Linked DNA regions of Capra hircus: region 1 is linked to region 2. The links are chromatin contacts, called in public Hi-C maps. All regions are on one chromosome and are shown on one strand. Each heading gives the region's core, a stretch centred on a gene start, on an enhancer-like site or on the middle of the called end of the contact. The rest is flanking DNA. Distances are from core to core; before and after follow the strand shown. Region 1 overlaps MAP4K4 (mitogen-activated protein kinase kinase kinase kinase 4). Region 2 has its middle 27 kb from the start of CREG2.

Evidence for each region. Hi-C and Micro-C count contacts between places; a contact is called where the count stands out from the background.
Region 1: a contact with region 2 is called in a Hi-C map of blood, with 4 times the contacts expected there. The contact joins two enhancer-like sites. A contact is called at or near these places in 3 of 5 Hi-C or Micro-C datasets (blood and liver).

What each region holds. Positions count from the first base shown.
Region 1 is chr11:6,502,603-6,509,357 of ARS1.2, forward strand. MAP4K4 (mitogen-activated protein kinase kinase kinase kinase 4) reads left to right here. Exons shown (of 30, transcript XM_018054957.1): 8 at 475-529; 9 at 2,016-2,094; 10 at 5,793-5,968. Among named protein-coding and RNA genes, the nearest start is that of MAP4K4, 100 kb to the left of the region's middle. Within about 2 kb of position 3,204, at least 4 of the 5 cell types and tissues checked have an H3K27ac peak or open chromatin away from gene starts, as enhancers often do.
Region 2 is chr11:6,155,609-6,161,648 of ARS1.2, forward strand. No RefSeq gene overlaps it. Among named protein-coding and RNA genes, the nearest start is that of CREG2, 27 kb to the right of the region's middle. Within about 2 kb of position 4,228, at least 1 of the 5 cell types and tissues checked has an H3K27ac peak or open chromatin away from gene starts, as enhancers often do.

The DNA of each region.
Region 1 (6,755 bases), core at 1,954-4,453, 350 kb after region 2:
AGCAAGCACCTTGTGAAATTTCAGAGTCTTGCTAAAGAGCTGTGCGCCTTTGCTTTCGTCACAAATGTGTTTAAGCTCTGAGAGTGACCTCTAGAGACGTGTATCAATAATGCACTTCTTGATCCTGATCGTCAGACTCTGGCTGAGAGTTGGATCATAGGTACGGCAGCTGGTTCTAATTAATGATCATCGTTATCATTATTGCATAACTTTTTACAAAGCTGTACAATACAAGGCAGATTGTATAGCTTTTCCATCACCCTCTTCATGAGTTGACTGAACTTTATGAGCTGATCATTTATTTACTTGGAAGATGTTCTTCCAGATGTGTTTGTGCTTGTAGTTTCGTGGCAGACTTCCTTTTGGTTTGTACCCCCAAAGAATGCATTTCTGTGGTTTGTGTGACTGCCCAGTGGTGGTGAGTCCCTGGCCTCACAGTGAGGATGGTGCCCTAACATCTGCTTTGTTCTGCAGAGTGACCTCTGGTCCTGTGGCATCACTGCCATTGAGATGGCTGAAGGCGCTCCCCGTAAGTAGCCTGCCTTCCTTGTTAGCCCAGTTCTGTGCAACATAAACCTGGTCTCGTGGCTTCAGAAATAGTGGCTTCATGGATGGAGTTGTTCTGGTGGGGTGTTCAGATGAAGGCGTCATAAATACAGTGGAGGTTTAGATGTGAGAGGAGTTCTTGGCACACATCAGTCCTTCTGAAGGTCTCCCTGAGGTTCATGGGCTGCGTTACCTGTTAAGTTGTAATTAGATGTGTGACCTGGATTTATTCTGACATCAGATAATGACAGCCCACTCCAGTATTTTTGCCTGGAGAAATCCCATGGACAGAGGAGCCTGGTAGACTCAGTCCATGGGCTTGCAAAAGTTGGACAGGACTAAGCGTGCACACACACACATAATAGGCAATAATTTTTCTTTTTACAGTTTGAACTTAGTATTCAGTGAAACTGGTCCTAACACAGGAAATTTCCATTTTACTTATGTTTTAACTTTAAAAAGAGAGGCACAACCTTTTATCCATGGAATTTATTTATTTATTTTTTTGGTATTACCTGTGAAATTTTGCTTCCACTTTGGTTTAAATCAGTGACAACTTCGTAAAATTTATTTTTAATGAGGAATAGAGTAGAATTGCAGAGAGCAAAGGGAAAGAAAGAAACCTATTATTTTCTGCTGGCCCCCCTTGAATATATAACATTTGGTACATAGTTGCTGCTGACCAAATACTTGTTGAATGAATGATATCAGGTTGCCCCCAGCTGGGGGTTGGTTGCACTGCAGAAGTGGCTGTCTGTGCCGATCACCCTGTGTTCCATCATGTCCCCCGAGGGCCTGAGACGGGGCAGGGCTGCCAGATGCTTTGTCCAGTTCCCTTTCGCAGCGGGGACAGCACCCTCCTTTTCTTTGGCCCTATCTCCCAGCTGTCTTGTAAGGTGCTTGTGAAGGTAAATAAACACACGGAAATACGTGTTGTGACATACTCGTGTGTCCAAGTGCACCTCTCACGCCTTCACTGGGCCAGTGATCAGAGGGTAAATAGTCATCAAACAAAATTAAACAGTCCCACTCACTCCCTGATTTCAGGAACACTCACTCTGACAGTAAGCATTGAACATGCCTGCTAGTGCTCCTGAGTTCAGGCATTGTGTGGAGAAGGCCTTTACAGCTGTGTCTCATTTAATCCTCACGACAGTCCTATGAAAATAAAGATATTTTCGTTGTCATCCGATAGATGACTTAAGCTGTCAACTCCTTTAGGACTTTGAATCAGTATTTATCTTTGATTTATGAACGCTTTCCAGTGTCTATTCCAAATGGTCTGTTCTTCTCGTTGCTCTTGTCCTCCTCGTGTTTTGCTGTGCTTCGGTGGGGGGTTCAGGGTATGTTCTCGGCTGCGTAACTAGATGTGCAGACAACAGGCAGAGCGTGTAGAGTCCTGAGTGGGTCCCGGAATTGGAGACCGAGGGAGCTGAGTGCCTAACTGACGCGCCCTCTCCTCTCCCCAGCTCTCTGTGACATGCATCCCATGAGAGCCCTGTTTCTCATCCCCCGAAATCCTCCTCCCCGGCTGAAGTCCAAAAAATGGTAAGATACACGTGCTTTGTGGTTGTCATTCTGTTCCTTTCGAAAAACAGTCTTCCGTTTTAGTTTGACCTCAGGACAGAATCCTGGCCGTTCTGACTGCCAAAGAACTCAAGAGTCAGTGTTACAAAGTGTATTGCTTTAGTTTTTAATGTTTTTTTTTCCCCTTGATCCATTGTCCTTGAACGATAAAATAGCACCAAGTGACTCTATGAACACCAATGCAATATTTTAAAAAAGGTTCTATTTTAATATTTAAATATACCTCTCAGTGTAATGGGCTTCCCTGGTGGCTCAGACAGTAAAGAATCTACCTGCAGTGCAGGAGACCCGGGTTCCATCCCTGGGTCAGGAAGATCCCCTGGAGAGGGGAATGGCAACCCCCTCCAGCATTCTCGTCTGGAGAATTCCCTGGATGGAGGAGCCTGGTGGGCTGCAGTGCGTGGGGTCGCAAGGAGCCGGACACGGCTGAGTGGCCAACACGTGCACTTCAGCAGCTGAGGTTTGCGCTTCTTGGGGGTGCGTCCTCTGATGTCCTGGAGCAGCGGTCCCCAACCTGTTGGGCACCAGGGACCGGCTTCATGGAAGACAGTTTTTCCACTGACTGGGGTTGGGGGGAAGGTTTTGGGGTGATTCAAGAGCATTACATTGAGGATGCGAGCTCCTCTGAGAATCTCACGCTGTGGCTGAGCTGCCAGGGGACAGAGCTCGGGTGATAGAGCGAGCGATGAGGAGTGGCAGCAAACGCAGGGGAGGCCTCACCCCCCTGCCCGCCGCTCACCTCTCGCTGTGTGGCTGGTTCTTAACGGGCCGTGGACTGGGACGGATCTGGGGCTTGGGGTGCCCTGTTCCAGAGTCCCTCTGGTCCACCGGTGTAGACACGCACATGTATTTTCACCCTTGTTTCTCCTCTGTCTTCCCGTCTTCCCCCCTCACCTGCTGGCGAGAATTCCTTCTCCTTTCATCCTTTCTTTCACCACATTCAGCTCCAGGGAACCGAGGTTGTCTGGTTCCACTTACCAGTTTGGAGAGGTTCTTTAAGGCAACGACTGAGCCCCAGTTGGTCTCCTGAATTAAAACGTGACAACCATGTGCGGCCACGTGTGAACAGTAGGTGTCACTAGGGAGTCAGCTGTGGGGCTGGGTGACACTTGATCCGGCTCATGCTAAACTGAACAGCACTCCTTTTCTCTTGGCTTTTTTCTCAGATTTTACTGAAGGGAGTTTATGTGCCATCTTCAGGGTATTTTCACAGTTTGTAAGTCAGTCAGTTATTCCGCCCATGACTTGCAGGCGTGGATCAACTGCTGTGTGTACAGCACGGTGAGATAGAGAGACGCGTGTAGGTAACAGTGCAGTCTCCCTGGGCTCTTTCACCAGACTGCCTCGAGCTAAGCTGCATCAGATGCATTCTCAGCAGTTCACATCACTGCCTCAGCTTACCCGGGTGTTCCGAAGGGTCGAGAGGGTCACAGATGTGAAGGCTTTCTTCCTTTACGGATGCGGTCTTCCTGTCCACAGGTTGTGAATTTCCACAACCACTTAGGCAGAAGTGGCCTTTGAAAAATGATCAGCAAATTCTCAGCAGAAGCTGACAGTTGTGTTTAAAGACTATATCGTAGCTGACCGGTTCTCTGATGTTAATCTGTACATGGCCCATGAGAAGCCCTTTGGAATTCTTTATCTTAGGGCTCCATCCTCAAGCTCTCCAGGGTGAAGGTCTGAGGAGTGACCCAGGCATTTGTATTTTTAATAAACTCCCCAAATGATCCTCCTGGGTCCCGAGGTTTGGGAATCCGTGTGCTGTAGCGTTCCTCTGCCGCTGTGTAGAGTCCTGTGCATTCCTCCTTAACCTCCTTGAACAAGGCCACAGCTTCTTCAAGTGACTGAGGGCCCTTCTCTGCCTTGAACCTGACCTGGTTCTTTTAACTCTTTTTCCACTTTTCATTGCAACATCAGAAAGCAATTCACTGTCCTGCTTGGACTCTGCTGCCTTGTCCTTCTGGAACGGTGGCTTTTCTTGGGATGGTTAAATATCCTCCTTTTTCTTGATATTGGAACCACTCCACTGTCTCAGTTCTTTTTTCTTCCTCACAATTTGATTATACACCTGCTATTGAATATACATACACTGTTTCCTATGTGTATGTCTTACAGAGCCCAGCATAAACAAATGTAAATTGTTGACACATAAATATTTGTTGGATTGAGCAAAAATAGTAAGTTCTGAGTACAAGTAGAAGACAGTAGAACTGATTCTCTCTTTTCCAGTTTTTTTTTAATATTTAATTTTGTACTGGAGTATGGTTAGTTTCAAGTGTACAGTGATTCAGTTATTCATATACATACACCTTCCTTGTCAAATTCTTTCCCCATTTAGGTTATTACACAGTATTACACAAAGTTTCCCTCTGCTATACAGTAGGTTCTTGTCATTATCTGTCTTATTCATTTATTTTTTTTAACTTTTTATTTTATATTGGAGTGTAGCCAGTTAATAACGTTGTGATAGTTTCAGGTGGACAGAAAGAACTCTTAAAGCATGAAGGAACTGGAAAGGACTGAACTCATTCTCTCAATCACATTTTTAAAGACTGAATAACTCATTCATTCAGCAGAAATTTATTGCATACCTATTGTAGTTGACGTGCTCAGAGCTGGGCCTTGCTGACAAATGGGAAAGCGGGAACCAGTCCTGACCTGTTCGGTTATAAACCAGAAGGAGAGACAGAGACATAAAGGTGAAGTGTGCGGTGTGTTACGTGCAGAGAGCCCCAAATGAAGGGCTCCTGCCTTGGGGCGTGTGTGGTGCAGTGTTGCCAGGAAAGATTTATGGACAGGAGCCGTCTGAGCAGAGTCTCCAATAACAGGGCGGCTGAGAGTGTCTCCGCTGAGGCCACGGAGGGGTCACCATAAGCCAGAAATGGAGAAATGAGCAACAGTAAAGTGTCTGGTGGGGTAGATGTTGGCAGCAGGGTCACTGCCCCCTCAGCACTGTTGTTTCTGCCTTTGTGCATTAAGTATAGGACTTCCTTGGTGGCTCAGTGGTAAGGAATCCGCCTGCCAACGCACGAGACACGGTTTGATTCCTGGGTGGGGAAGATCCCCTGGAGGAGGGCATGGCAACCCAATCCAGTATTCTCGCCTGGGAAATTCCATGGCCAGAGGAGCCTGGAGGGCTACAGTCCATAGGGTTGCAAGAACCAGACATGACTTAATGGCTGAACAGTGGCATTAAGGATAGAGAGCTGATGCATAACTCAGCCTAAAACTGATGGACATGTTGGCCCTAACAAGATCCAGAGCCTTGAATCCCTTCCTTGGGTCCCTGTCTTATCCGTCTCTCGCTCTTTCTGTGTCTGTCCTTGTCTGTAAGGATCCACCATCTCTCTGTCACCTTCACGTTAGTGAAGACCTTCCTGCACTCGCTTCCCTCCTCCCCGATTCCACGATCAACAAGCAGCATTAACTCCCACTGCCCCTGCGGCTCCCACTGTGCAGCGTGACTCCTAAACTGTGGTTAAGTGGTGCTCTGGCCAGGGTCCCTGCTTCGTTCCTGTTTTATCCCCGTGCATTTGCAGCGTTGCTCATAGTGACTCCTGAAGCCCCGCCTCATGTACCAGCTTGTAAGTTACTGATATTTTGGAGCTTTGCTCTTCATAGTAGAAATCTGATGATCTTTTTTTTACTTTCTCTTTTAGGTCCAAGAAGTTTTTTAGTTTTATAGAAGGATGCCTGGTGAAGAATTACATGCAGCGGCCCTCCACCGAGCAGCTTCTGAAGCATCCTTTCATTAGGGATCAGCCGAACGAAAGGCAGGTTAGAATCCAGCTTAAGGACCATATAGACCGGACCAGGAAGAAGAGAGGAGAGAAAGGTATGAAGTCTGGTTTTCTTCTCATCTTAAATATTCTTTTAGTTTTTTGCCAACCAGAGTAGGTTATTCCTTTCCTGCTCGAGTTTGGGCTCATCTGGCTGGGGCTCGAGTGTCGAGACTGGGTTGGTCTAGGGGCCAACCTGGCTCCGGCAGTGGTGACCCCGGGTAGCGGGGCCCCGCGGCTGCTCAGTACGTGATGCTGTCTTGCCCTGCCTCGGGGCACATCTTGATGGCTGTGCTTCTTACTGCCCTGTGGGTCTTGTGCTCTGAGTGGGCCGTGCAGAGCTCGGCATGTCGGCCACAGTTGTCACCGTTGGTCTGTTACACACTTCTCTCCAGGGGTTTCCAGTGCTTTATGCTGCTGGGGGCTGTGACGGCCTGTGCTTTGGTCTCCTTTCGCTGTTCTATTTCATCAGTTTTTCCCTGGTTCCACCTTTATACTTACTAGCTTATTTATTTTAGTTGAAGTATAGTTGATTTACAATGTTGCGTTCATTTCTGATGTAAAGTGATTCAGTCATATATGTATATATATATATTCTTTCTCATATACTTTTCCATATGGTTTGCTGCAGGATGTTGAGTGTAGGGCCCTGTGCTGTTTGGTAGGACCTTGTTGTTGATTTTGTATGTAGTAGTGTGTATCTGGCGGCTTCCCAGGTGGTGCTAGTGGTAAAGAACCTGCCAGCCAGTGCAGGTAGGCGTGAGAGACTCAGGTTCGATCCCTGGGTCGGGAAGATCCCCTGGAGGAGGAGGGCATGGCCACCCACTCCAGTAATCTTGCCTG
Region 2 (6,040 bases), core at 2,978-5,477:
GATTGGGGTATCATTTTTTGGTGGGATCCAACATTCTCCTGTTCATGGTTGTTCAGCAGCGAGTTGCAGTTTTGGAGTTCTCACAGGATAAGATGAGCAAATTTGGAAAATTCAGCAGCGACCACAAGACTGGAAAAGGTCAGTTTTCATTCCAGTCCCAAAGAAAGGCAATGTCAGAGAATGCTGAAACTACCACACAATTACCCTCATCTCACATTGGCAACCCACTCCAGTACTCTTGCCTGGAAAATCCCACAGACACAGTCCACAGGGTCGCAGAGTCGGACACAACTGAGCGACCTCACTCACTTACTAGCAAAGTAATACCGAAAATTCTCTAAGCTAGGCTTCAACAGTACATGAACCAAGAACTTCCAGATGTTCAAGCTAGATTTAGAAAAGGCATAGGAACAAGAGATCAAATTGCCAACATCCATTGGATCACAGGAAAAGCAAGAGAATTCCGGAAAAATATCTACTTCTGCTTCATTGACTATGTTAAATCCTTTGACTGTGGATCACAACAAATTGTGGAAATTTCTTAAAGAGATGAGAAGGCAGACTGCCTTCCCTGCCTCCTGAGAAACCTGTGTGCAAATGAAGATGCAACAGCTAGAGCCAGACACGGAACAACCAACTGGTTCCAAACTGGGAAAGGAGTGCGTCAAGGCTGTATATTGTCACCCGGATTATTTAACTTATACGCAGAGCACATCATGTGAAATGGTGCATGGGGTGAAGCACAAGCTGGAATCAAGGTTGCCGGGAGAAATATCAATAACCTCCGATATGCAGATGACACCACCCTTATGACAGAAAGTGAAGAAGAACTAAATAGCCCTTGATGAAAGTGAAAGAGGAGAGTGAAAAAGCTGGCTTAAAACTCAATATTCAAAAAACTAAGATCATGGCATCTGGTCCCATCACTTTATGGCAAGTAGATGGGGAGACAATAGAAACAATGACAGATTTTCTTTTCTTGGGCTCTAAAATCACTGCAGATGGTGACTGCAGCCATGAAATTAAAAGATGCTTGCTCCTTGGAAGAAAAGAAAGAAAGGCAATGTCAAAGAATGCTCAAACTACCGCACAATTACCAACCTAGACAGCATATTAAAAAGCCAACAAAGGCAAATGTTCATCTAGTCAAAGCTATGGTTTTTCCAGTAGTCATATATGAATGTGAGTTGGACTGTAAAGAAAGTTAAGCACTAAAGAATTGATGCTTTTCAACTGGGTTTTGGAGAAGACTCTTGAGAGTCCCTTGAACTGCAAGGAGATCAAATCAGTCAATCCTAAAGAACATCAGCCCTGAATATTCATTGGAGGCACTGATGCTGAAGCTGAAACTCCAATACTTTGGCCACCTGATGCGAATAACTGACTCATTGGAAAAGACCCTGATGCTGGGAAAGATTGAACGCAGGAAGAGAAGGGGACAACAGAGGATTGAGATGGTTGGATGGCATCACCAACTGGATGGACATGAGTTTGAGCAAGCTCCAGGAGTTGTTGATGGACAGGGAAGCCTGGAGTGCTGCAGTCCATGGGGTCACAAAGAGTCAGACACTACTGAGTGACGGAACTGATAGACTGGAGATGATGTTAACTTTTTCTGACCCTTGACTTTTATCCACTAAAGCTTGGACTCTGTTGACCTTTGCCCCAGTTCTGTGCGAATTCTCCTCTACTCAAGCCCCTCATGCACGGGCATGTACCCTTTAGCTTAAAATCATCTCGATTTTGGGAGGCACTGCTTTGGGAAAGATCCCCAGTGTTCTCCTTATTTGTTGCAGGTAATAAATTCCTTCTTTCCCATCCTTCCTTCTCCTCATCTTGTAGAGCCTGAGCTACTCCATCTTGTAAAAGAACTCCATTTTGCAAAGGTACTGGGCAAACAGACTTAGACTTTGGATATTGCCTAAACTTGCCCCACTGTGCATGAGCCAATCAGCCCTTAGGTTAAACCTCCTGACTTTAAGTTCAAGAATTTGTGATTTACCTTGGAAGTAATGATTTACCTTTGTGATTTACTTTGGAAGTAATGATTTACCGTGGAAGTAAAACAACCAATCAGAAATCCACACACAACCCTATAGAAGAGGGTAACCAATCAGTAGTCCTTCAGCCTGAACACCCCCTTTGTTACCCTTTTACCTGAATATTCCCTATATAAGCAGTGTAACCCAAAACTCGGGGCTCCTCTCCTTAGCCGCTGCGTCGGTAACTGTGGGAGCCCCAGCTCGAGCTTGGTAATAAAAACCCTCTTGCTTTTGCATCGGATATCGGCTCCCTGGTGGTCATTGGGAGATTTCGCGACTTGGGCATAACAATCTGTGGCTTCGTTGTGCCTTTTGGCCTGACACTCACCAAGAAGTGAGCCCAATTTTGTGGTAACATTACTGATTAGACTTCAAACATCAAAGGTTCTGACAGCTGCTGAATTTAGAACATGATTTCTCACTGAGAAATCAGAAGTCACTCAAAAAGGGGTTGGTTATGACATTTTTCATTTGTAGCATGATCTTGGGAGAAACGTGGCCAGTTAAGTTTGCAACTGACCCTATGTCTAGTGTGCCAGTCAGATTCAGGGCAAGGACAGGGCAGTTTTCCTTTCTCAGTATAGTGTCTGGAGAGAGAATTGAGTCTTCATTCAAAAATTTAAAAATCACCAGCTACACTCCAGAAGGATACCATGAGTACAATTTTTATTTAAAAATAACTTCTAGGGACTTCCCTGGTGATCCAGTGCTTAGGACCACCCTTTAATGCAGGAGGTGCAGGTTCAATAGCTGCTCTGGGAGCTGAGATCCCACATGCCTCATGGCCCAAAAACTGAAACATAAAAACAAAAACAATATTGTAACAAATTCAACAAAAGATTTTGTAAATGATCCACTTCCCTGGTGGCTCAGGTGGTAAAGCATCTGTCTACAATGCGGGAGACCTGGGTTCGATCCCTGGGTTGGGAAGATTCCCTGGAGAAGGAAATGGCAACCTACTCCAGTACTCTTGCCTAGAAAATCCCATGGACAGAGGAGCTTGGTGCAGGCTACTGTCCAAGGGGTCACAACTGAGTGACTTCACTTCACTTCACATTAAAAAAATATCTAAAAAAAGAAATTTGTTGTTGAGTGGCTAAACAGTGTCTGACTCTTTGCAACACCATGAACTGCAGCATGCCAGCCTTCCCTGTCCTTTGCCATCTAAGAAATTACATACATTTAAAAGACAAACAAAAGACAAAAACCCTGCTATGTTAAAAAAACAAATAAACAAAAATCCCTGTTTTATTATTTCCAGACACTTTTGGGAACTTTTTTTAGGTCAACTACAAAATCCTTTTAAACTGCCTATAAACAGTGGCATTCATATAAGTTCAGAACAAAGGTTTATTAGAATATTATATGATAAATTAGGAAATGTCAGACACAGTCACGACAGAACAAAGGCTTTTTTCTTGCATGAGAAACTCAGAGATCAATGGCACAAACGTTTCTTTTATGTTGAAAGGCAGGTCAGGCAGCAATCACTCCAGGTATTTCAAGTAAAGAGGGGTTTAATGCAGGGACTTGGTCAAGAAGAAGCTGGAAGATCTGAGGAAGTGGGAGGTTGGGAAGGTGGAGTGGGGGGCCGGGAAGATGGCAAAAGCTCCTACTGCCTGGCTGGAGGCTGTGAGTCCACACTTGAGTTACTGTTCTTGGAAGTATTATTGAATCAAAATTAAAATGTGAATCACAATTTGATACTGGAAAAGACACAAAGAAGCCTGAGGAAGCCTCTTGGGTGGTGGTTCAGAGCATGGACTTGAAGGTCTGGGCTCACATGGGTGCCACTGCTGACCTAAACAAAGGTCAGCTATTTCTCCAGCCAAAAATAAAAATGAAAAAACGGATTAAGTGGCAACTCACTCCAGTAGCCTTGCCTGGGAAATCCCATGGACACCGGAGTCTGTTTGGCTACAGTCCATGGAGTCCCAAAGAGTCGGCCATGACTGAGCACGCACAGGGATCAGCAGAGAAACATAGTCTGGGGTCTGCGACCCTGGGGAGCCAGTGCAAGTCCCTGCACAGCAAAGGAAGAACTCTTTTGGAGTGGGAAAAGGAAGCGCGGAGGGCTAGAGTAAGCAAAGAGCCCATGGATTTCCATTGGCTCAGCTGTACTCAGAGAAGACTTTCTCCTATCCTGTAGGGCAGCTTCTTCCCGCAGCGTGAGAGCGCCCTCTTCTGGTCACCTGGCTCTACATAATTGAGGTTTCTGTTTCCGTTCAGTCGCAGAATTGGGTCTGACTGTTTGCGTGCCCCATGACCTGCACCACCGTCAGGCTTCCCTGTCCATCCACAACTTCCGGAGCTTACTCAAATTTACGTCCAGTAAGTCGGTGATGCCATCCAACCATCTCATCCTCTGTTGTCCCCTTCTCCTCCTGCCCTCAATCTTTCCCAGCATCAGAGTCTTTTCCAAAGAGTCAGTTCTTCGAATCAGGTGGTCAAAGTATTGGAGTTTCAGCTTCAGCCATCAGTCCTTCCAATGAATAATCAGGGTTCATTTCCTTTAGGACTGACTGGCTAGATCTCCTTGCAGCCCAAGGGACTCTCAAGAGTCCTCTCCAACACCACAGTTCAAAAGTATCAATTCTTTGGTGCTCAGCTTTCTTTATAGTCCAACTCTCACATCCATACATGACTACTGGAAAAACCATAGCTTTGACTAGATGGACCTTTGTTGGCAAAGTAACGTCTCTGCTGTTAAACATGCTGTCTAGGTTGCTCATAGCTTTTCTTCCAAGGAGCAAGCATCTTTTAATTTCAAAGGCGCAGTCACCATCTGCAGTGATTGGAGCCCCCAAATAAAGTCTGTCACTGTTTCTATTCTTTCCCCATCTATCTGCCATGAAGTGATGGGACCAGATGCCACGATCTTAGTTTTCTGAATTTTGAGTTTTAAGCCAACTTTTTCACCCTCCTCTTTCACTTTCATCAAGAGGGTCTTTACTTCTTCGCTTTTTACCATAAGAGTTTCTGTTTAGGCATTTCTTATAACGTTTTTTTGGTTTCTCTCTCTGTTTTTGTATTATTTTTTTGGCTGCACTGGGTCTTTGCTTTGCTCGGGCTTTTCCTAGTTGTGGAGAGCAGAGGGCTACTCTTCGTTGTGGTGTGAGACCTTCTCACTGTGTTGGCTTCTGTTGTGGAGCACAGGCTCTCGGTGCTCAGGCTTCAGCAGCTGTGCCTCCCGGGCTTGGGAGTTGTGGCATACTGGTGTAGTTGCTCCATGACACGTGGAATCTTCCTGGATGCTGCTGCTGCTAAGTCACTTCAATTGTGTCTGACTCTGTGCGACCCCATAGACGGCAGCCCACCAGGCTCCCCCATCCCTGGGATTCTCTAGGCAGGAACACTGGAGTGGGTTGCCATTTCCTTCTCCAATGCGTGAAGGTGAAAAGTGAAGGTGAAGTCGTTTAGTCGTGTCTGACTCGTAGCGACCCCATGGACTGCAGCCCACCAGGCTCCTCTGTCCATGGGATTTTCCAGGCAAGAGTACTGGAGTGGCTTGCCATTGCCTTCTCTGGAATCTTCCTGGATTGGGGATCAAATCCGTGTCCCCTGCATTGGCAGGTGGATTCTTAACCACTGGGCCACCAGGAAAGTCCTGTTAATGATTTCTTTTTTCATCACCATTTACTAGTTGGGCTCTGTTCAGGTTTTCTCACTTGGCAATTAGAAAGAATTCTCTACATCCCACGGTTGGTAGGCTACTAAACCAGGTCCAGCTTGTGAAGAGCTAACAGAGCACTTAGTAACTTCTCCACTGTCTTTGCACCTGCCCCTCCCTGAGCCTGAGGGCACACCCGGAACAGCCACTCGCCTGGGGCCAGGGAAAGAAGGCAGAGAAGAAGAACTACGGAGATCCACCTGGCTCTCCTCCAATCCCCTCCCCGCCCACCCAAGCCTTGAGAAGAGGGAGAGGAGGCTGGTGTCAGTCCTCAGATGGTCCTGGGTTTAGTACTCACTGGGCCTCCTACCTGGTCCTAGTTCCCAGG